Regions from separate parts of the Sus scrofa genome. Here region 2 is linked to region 1. Evidence: chromatin contacts called from public Hi-C data. All regions are on one chromosome and are shown on one strand. The core of a region is the stretch at or near the end of the contact, and the rest is flanking DNA. Distances in the headings are between cores, read along the strand shown.

Region 1 (3,822 bases), core at 685-3,184:
TACTTTCTTCCCCACATTTTATGATTTTGAAGTCTTTTTTTTAACATCTTTATTTTTGTCCTTTTGCTGTTCCTCAAGTTTATCTTCACTTTTACAGAGGTTTTTTTTTTTTTTTTTTTTTTTTTTCCTCTTTTAGATCTGTATACTGGCTTATTTAAGTGATTGCTTAATAACTATGATTTCATCCATCCTATTTCTTCTTGCCTTTTTTTTTTTTAATTTAGAGAAGCCCTGTCAGTATTTATTTTAGAATGGGTTTAGTACTGTACTCTTTTAGCTTTTGTTTGTTGGAGAGATTCTTTATTTCCCCTTCTATTTAAATGATATTCTTGCTAGATGGAGTATTCTAGGTTGCAAATTTTTTTCTTTCAGCAGTTTAAATATACCTTGCCACTCCTTTCTGGCCTGTAGTGTTTCTGTGGAGAAATCAGCTGATAGCTTTATGGGGTTCCCTTATAATTAATGCTTTGCTTTTCTCTTGTTGCCTTTAGAATCCTCTCTTTATCTTTAACTTTTGCCATTTTTATTATAATATGTCTTGGTGTGGTCCTATTTGGGTTCAACTTGTTTGGAGCCCTCTATGCTTCCTATATCTCAATTAGAGTTTCCTTTAGATTTGGAACGTTTTTAGACATAATCCTTCAAATATATTTTCAATCCCCTCTTCTTTTTCTTCTCCTTCTAGAATCCCTCTTATGTGTAGATTGGCCTGCCTTATATTATCCCATAGATCTCTTATATTGCTTTCATGTTTTTTCATTTGGTTTTCCATCTGCTGTCCTGATGGGGTGATTTCCATTATTATATCTTCTAGGTCACTAATTTGTTCCTCTGCATTATTCTTTCTGCTCTTTAGTGTCTTTACTTCAGTTTGTGTCTCTGCAAATGAATTTTACAATTTTTCTATGTTCCTTCTTATATTTTCTAGTTCCTTTCTAAAGGAATCTGCATTACTGTTCATATCGACTCAATTCCTTGATGTTCAGCCTTAATTCCTTCAGTATTTTCACTACCTCCCTTTTGAACTCAGTGTCTGTCTGACGCAGAGATCTGTTTTATTGTTTGCTGCTTCAGGTGAATTCTCCTGTTCTTTATAACTGGGAATGTTTCCTGAGCTTCTTCACCCTGCTTATGTTTTTCTTTTTCTATGAGTTTAGGAAACAAAACTACAGTCACAGAAGGCTACTTCTATGCAATAGCACCCCTTTGTATAATGTGGGAGGTTACTCTTTATTTTTGGTGTGGGAGTTGGAATATTTGCTTCTCTTTCTTCAGTGTGAGCAGGCTGTAATCCCCAGGGTGCTGAGTGTGTTTCCAGGGAGAAGGAAGCAGTGGGTAGGGCTAGTAGTCAGGGACTGGTTGCTGAGCTCTTAATAGCAGCAAGGACCTGCAGGAAGTTGCCACTGGCTACTTCTAGTTGCAGGGCCCTGGGAAGTAGTAATGAGCCTAGGCAGATTTACAAGGTGCCTAGAGCATTTTTGGCAGTGGCAGTAGCAGGGTGTGAGTTTCCAGGGGAGTGAGAGCAACAACAGATAGTGTTCAATTGCAATGCCCTTCTCTGAAGTGTTTGGAACCACAGGTGGTGCCTGTTCAGGAACCCCTATTGGTAGCGGGCCACAACCACCTATGGAGTCAGTGATAACTGCAGTGGTTTTCCCCTGCCACCTGAAGACTATGCAAGAAGCACCCTTTCTCACTCATCCCACACAGGAGGGGCTGAACAGACTGTCCTAGTTGCAGGATCCTGGGAAGTGACAGAGATCAAGCATGTGGGCACCGCCCAGAGCATTCAGCAATGGGAGCAACAGAGCTGCTGTGCTCCCAGGGGTGCGAGAGCAACAGGTGGTGTTCAGTCACAATGCCCTCCTCTGTGATGCCCTTGAGGTGACTGGGGTTGCAAGTGGTGCCTGTTCACGGACCTCCAGTGGCGGCAGGCCACGCCCACCTCTGCAGTCAGAGATAACAGTGGTGGTTTGCCCCAACCATCTGTAGACCATGCAAGAAGCACCTCATCCCACTTAGCCCCCACAGGAGGTACTGCACCAGCTGCTCCTAGTTGTAGGTTCCTGGGAAGGGACAGTGATCAAGCATCTTGGCACTGCCCAGAGCATTTGGCAGTGGCAACAGCAGAGCAGATGTGCTCCCAGGGGAGCTAGAGCAACAACATGTGATCTTCTGTCACCAAGTCCTCCATTGTAGTGCTCTCTGAGGTGGTTGGGGCTGCAAATGGCTCCTGTTCAGGGATTCTTGTTCTCTGACTCCACACCCACCTCTAGAGTCAGAGATAAGGGTGGTGGTTTGCTCCTGCCACCTGCAGACCATGCAAGAAGCACCCCATCCTGCTTAGCCCATGCAGGAGGTGCTGCAACAACTGCTCCTAGTTGTAGGGACTTGGGAAGGGACAGTGATCAAGCATCTGGGTCCTTCCCAGAGTGTTTGGCAGTGGAAGCTACAGGGTGGGTGTGTTCCCATAGGGGTGACAGAAATAATGTGTGGTGCTTGGCTGCAGTGCCCTCTTTTTTTTGCCAACCGCTGTGATGACTGGAGCCACAGGTGGAGCCCACTCACAGGCCCCTGGTTGTTCCATGTCATGCCTCCCTCTGGCCTCTGAGATACCTGCCATGGTCCATTCCCGCTGCCTGTAGGTCATGCAAGAGGCAACACAACACACTTAGCCCCCCACTGCCCTTAGCTCAAACAAGTAGCTTCTCACTACCTGTAGCCGGCACCAGAGGTACCCTGCCCTCTGGGAGCCCATGTGCATGCACAGGGAGATTCCTACGGCAGTCTACCCCTCCTCCTTTCACCCTCCCCAACAATGGTGTCTTGCTTCTCCTGCGGGCCCAGACCTTTTCTCTGGTTCCCTCTGCCATGGAGTTCCACTCCCCAGTTCATAGCACACTGCTCCCTGCTTGTGGCACATTGCTCCTTAGCCCCTTAGGCTGTTTCCACACAGCCAAACCTAGTCCTTTCCCTGGGATTGACCTCCAGAGCCTAAGTCTCAGTGTTCAGCCCCCGCCTGAGTGTCTCAGGCTGTGGTGTCCAGGGAGGTGCTGCAGATGATCTGTGCGGCTCTCACTCTACTTTGCCCTCCTCAGTCAAGCTGCTGTGCTTTTCTCCGTAACTTTGAGGTTCCTCTGTCTTGACTGATCTTATGGTCGGTAAGGTAGCTTCCCAGGATGTGGTTTCCTTTTCTCCTTCACAGTTCCCTCTCAGGAATGCTAGCCCGTCCTGATTCCTTTTCTCTCTCTCTCTTTTTCTTTTATTCTACCCAGTTTTTCAAGTGTTTCTTGCCCTTTTTGGAGGTTTAATTCTTCTGCCAGCATTCAGTAGATGTCCTGTGTGAGTCATTTTACATGTAGATGTGTTTCTGTTTTGTGTTTGCGGGAGAAGGTGAGCTTGACGTCTTACTCTTCCGCCATTTTGATCTGCCTCTTACTTTCATTCTTTTTTTTTCATTCTTAATATTATTACTCAAATCTTCCATAAAGTATTTTTTGACTATCCCAAATAAGAAATGATTTCTTTCTCTCTTGAATATCCTTGAGGTAGGTTTTTCCATTCTTTCCCCTGGTGTTATAACTTTCTACATTACATTACAGTTATTCTGCATTTGCTGTATCCAATCATAATAGACTCTAAGTTCCCTGAGGACAGGGGCCATTTCTTGGGCATCTTTTCTCCTTCCCTAGTGCACACAATAGAAACCTTATAAGTACTTGCAAAATAGCAATGAACAAATTCACCACAGTAGTAATTATAGCTTTAGCACAATCTTTACTCACAAATTACATCTTGATGAAATTACAAATTAACAAATCC
Region 2 (3,439 bases), core at 35-2,534, 100 kb before region 1:
GAGGGTTGTCATAGGGTCCCCTTCTTTCCCTTCTCTAAGGGATCACTGCCCTCTGCTGCCTATTGTCCAGGATCTAAAAACCACTGTTTCCTATATTTTATTCATAACTTTTTAGTTGTTAAGGTGGGAAGGTAAACCCAACTTGTTCCTCTGTCTTGGTCAGAAGTGGATGTCCAGACTTCCACATGCTTCTTTGAATCATGAACTTGAGGCTCTTGACTTCTCATCACTGAGATATTGCCTGGCACACAACAGTCAGTCCAATGTTATCTGCTGAATGTCGAAATGAATGAATAGCTGGTCTCCCTAATTATACTATCTAGTTAAAGATACAGTATTATTCTTCATTCCTCAGACTAGACACTTAATAGCAAAACTTCAAAAAGTTTTACAGGCTTGAGGTAATATCCCTGCTGTCACTTAGTAACCATCTGACCCTGTGATCTTTCCCCTTCTGAGGACAGCATGTACCTGGCAGGGCAGGCGCGAGAATGAACAGAGAGGTGGTGTACAGGAACCTCGCAGTAAGTTCTGAGTGAAATGCAAAAGCTTGCTGTTGTTTTTGATCTGCTTAAATAGTGACCGTACACTGATAGGAGGCTTTATAACTCATGTGTTTTCCATACATATGTGTGTCTCCCGTAATCCTAACAATATATTTTCTCCCAAATAATTACCTAGGCTTAATACAAAGCAAACAAAAGTCTCAAGAATCTTATGAAAGAAGAAAAAAAAAAATAAAGCCAGCTCTTGAGGCTTGAGAGCAGAGCTTTGCTTTCATGGAGGGCTTTTGAACATCACACTCTATTTCTGGCTTTGAAGAACAATATCCGAGCTTGCATGATAGACTTTGTCTCTCAAGTTTTTAACCTGCTCTGCATCTAGTTGTGCATGCCAAAATCTATTTGCACAGACTCCCTTTTGTACTCACCTTCTGTGATGTAAGGCCTAAAATTAATATTATGTGCTACCTTGACAGCTGATAAATTTGAGGGCCTTGAGTAGCCGAACCTAACCCATGTTCCCCTCCCCACTCTGCTTTCACAGATAAGGCCCCTTAACCAAACAAGCCTCCTTATCAAGGGGACCAGGCACAGTTTCTTCTTATTCCTGAGGGATGGGTTTTACTTTCCTGCCAGCCTGTGGGACTACTGAAACAAAATAATTGCATCCTCCTGTGGTAAACAGAAGGCATCTCCCGCTCTTGCTACTACAAAGCCTGCCTCCCACAGCCCCTGGTTTTTACCTCTGTCCCTGAGTGCAGCCTCCATGTAGCCCTGTGTGGGTGCTGTGTCCTCTTCCTTTGAGCCATGAGTGGCTGTGACTAACTGCGGTTTGTGCTATCTCTCCAGGGTGGGTGTCAAGTGTTTGGCCACCTCAGAACCCTAATGCAGGAATCTCTCCTTGGCCAGTGAGGTGAATGGGAGGGACTAAAACACCATCCATGTCACCTGTCGCACTGCCTCTCACCTTTCAGTGCTGGTGAAGAATGTGGAGGTAGTGTCTCCAGAGTCACTCCACTGAACAAAGAGATGAGGTTAAAGGGCTTGATTGAGGACAGCAGAGAGGAAAAGAGCAGTTAAAAGTGTGTTTGCTAATCCTTTGACAACTCTGAGAATTTAGAATTTTGTCTTTTTTTTTTTTTTTTTTTAGGGCCGCACCTGTGGCATATGGAGGTTCCCAGGCTAGGGGTCTAATTGGCGCTACAGCTGCTGGCCTACACCACTGCCACAGCAATGTGGGATCTGAGCTATGTCTGCAACCTACACCACAGCTCACGGCAACACCAGATCCTTAACCCACTGAGCGAGGCCAGGGAACTGAACCCACATCCTCATGGATTCTAGTTGGGTTCTTTAACCACTGAGCCACTACTGAAACTCCATACTCTGGGAATTTAAAGACAGATTCCTGAAAGAGGTTGGAAGGGGGATTAAGGAGCCAGCCCCAGAATCGTCTTCTCTGGCTCTGAGTGCTGGCCCTCCCATGTGCTGGGAGAGGGTAGCATGGAGTGTGGTGGGACAGGTACTCTTTGTATTCTCTGCCCTTCGTCTTCATCTGATTATATATCCAAGTTATGCTATGAGTGGTGGTCATTAGGAAGAGGAAGCCTTACCCGTCTAATAACCTCTTTGGTCAAGAGTCCAACTGGAGAGATCGGGAACCAGGTACATCCAAATATGGAGCCAGGAACAATGATTGAGTTGGCTTAGAGGGGTGGTGGTGGGGCAGGATGGAGCCAGAGGCTTTGAGAAGAAAAAAGGATAGTAAAGGAAGAGGTAGCAATAAAGTGTCTCTTCTGTTGGAATGGACATATTGCAGGATATAAAATATGATTTCCACCAAAATTTTAAATAAGAATATAATTAAATGAAAAATGAGAAACAAATGATGTGACTCTGACTATAGTTCATTCTCCCTAAAAATTCCTAGTCTTAGATTTACGAAACTGAATAAATTGGGGATTCAAGAGTTAATTTTAATTAAAAGAATTTGATGACTCTGGCATTTGTCATAAGCAGCTGATTTGAAAATCTTTCTGCTAGCTGGTGACTGGTGGGGTTATTTTAGTTGGTAAAAATCTCCTTCCAAGGTGACTAAGTCAGAATGGCCTCTCCTAAGAGAGTGAGGCAAAGAATCCTACTAAGAACCACTATACAGTCTGGGAACAATATACATGGTATACCAGGCTCTATTCTAAACACTTGCATACATGCGTTATCTCCTTTAATCCCCCAAACATACAAAGTAGGTGCTATCACTGGCTGTGTGACTTCTGGCAAGTTATTTAAACTTTCTGAGTCCTATCGGTAAAAGGAGTGGAGTCACAGCACCTATTTCATAGAGTTTTGTGAAAATTAAGTGATAGAATTGATGTAAAGCACTCAGCCCAATTCCTAGGATAGATTAACTGTGAAGGGGAGCAGAATGTGCCATCCAAAAGATTGCTCTTTGGCATAAGGATTATTTTGAGAAACTGCAGACACAGGAGAAACTCTGAAAACAGAGTAGAAGGAAAATTTATATTAGAAAGGGGACCTGTACCAGGAAGAAATCTACCTCCAGAGATAATTTTTTCACCTGAGCATAACAGGGCAAACTCGGTTTACTAAACATTTGCCCTTCTCTTTGAAGCCTCAGTCTCCTAAGCATTCCTAGCTCAGCATATAAGTCTTAATTTCTGGCCACATTTGGTGCCTCATATCTTTGCAGGGTTCCTATACATAGCACGTAAATTTTTTTTTCTCCTGATAATCTGTCTTATATTATGGCATGGGGGGTCTCAACCAAAGAATGTAGGAGGGTAAGGGCAAACTAACTGCTAAAAGTATTAGCTGTTAAAAAGCTATGCTATTTTTATTCCTGACTGTCCAAGGGAAGTGTTTACAGACTACAGATATTAAACATATTTGAAGTTTTCAAAGCACTCAGAATATTA

The links. A called contact is a pair of places that touch in the nucleus more often than the background predicts.
Region 2: a Hi-C map of fetal liver shows a contact between it and region 1, with 1.8 times the contacts expected there. The contact joins two enhancer-like sites. A contact is called at or near these places in 2 of 47 Hi-C or Micro-C datasets (embryonic fibroblasts and fetal liver).

The regions. Positions count from the first base shown.
Region 1 is chr5:48,229,848-48,233,669 of Sscrofa11.1, reverse strand. All of the region lies in intron 4 of LMNTD1 (lamin tail domain-containing protein 1), which reads right to left. Among named protein-coding and RNA genes, the nearest start is that of KRAS, 280 kb to the left of the region's middle. Within about 2 kb of position 1,934, at least 2 of the 83 cell types and tissues checked have an H3K27ac peak or open chromatin away from gene starts, as enhancers often do. A contact at or near this core is called in fetal liver, where this site is marked.
Region 2 is chr5:48,331,551-48,334,989 of Sscrofa11.1, reverse strand. All of the region lies in intron 12 of LMNTD1 (lamin tail domain-containing protein 1), which reads right to left. Among named protein-coding and RNA genes, the nearest start is that of KRAS, 180 kb to the left of the region's middle. Within about 2 kb of position 1,284, at least 4 of the 83 cell types and tissues checked have an H3K27ac peak or open chromatin away from gene starts, as enhancers often do. A contact at or near this core is called in fetal liver, where this site is marked.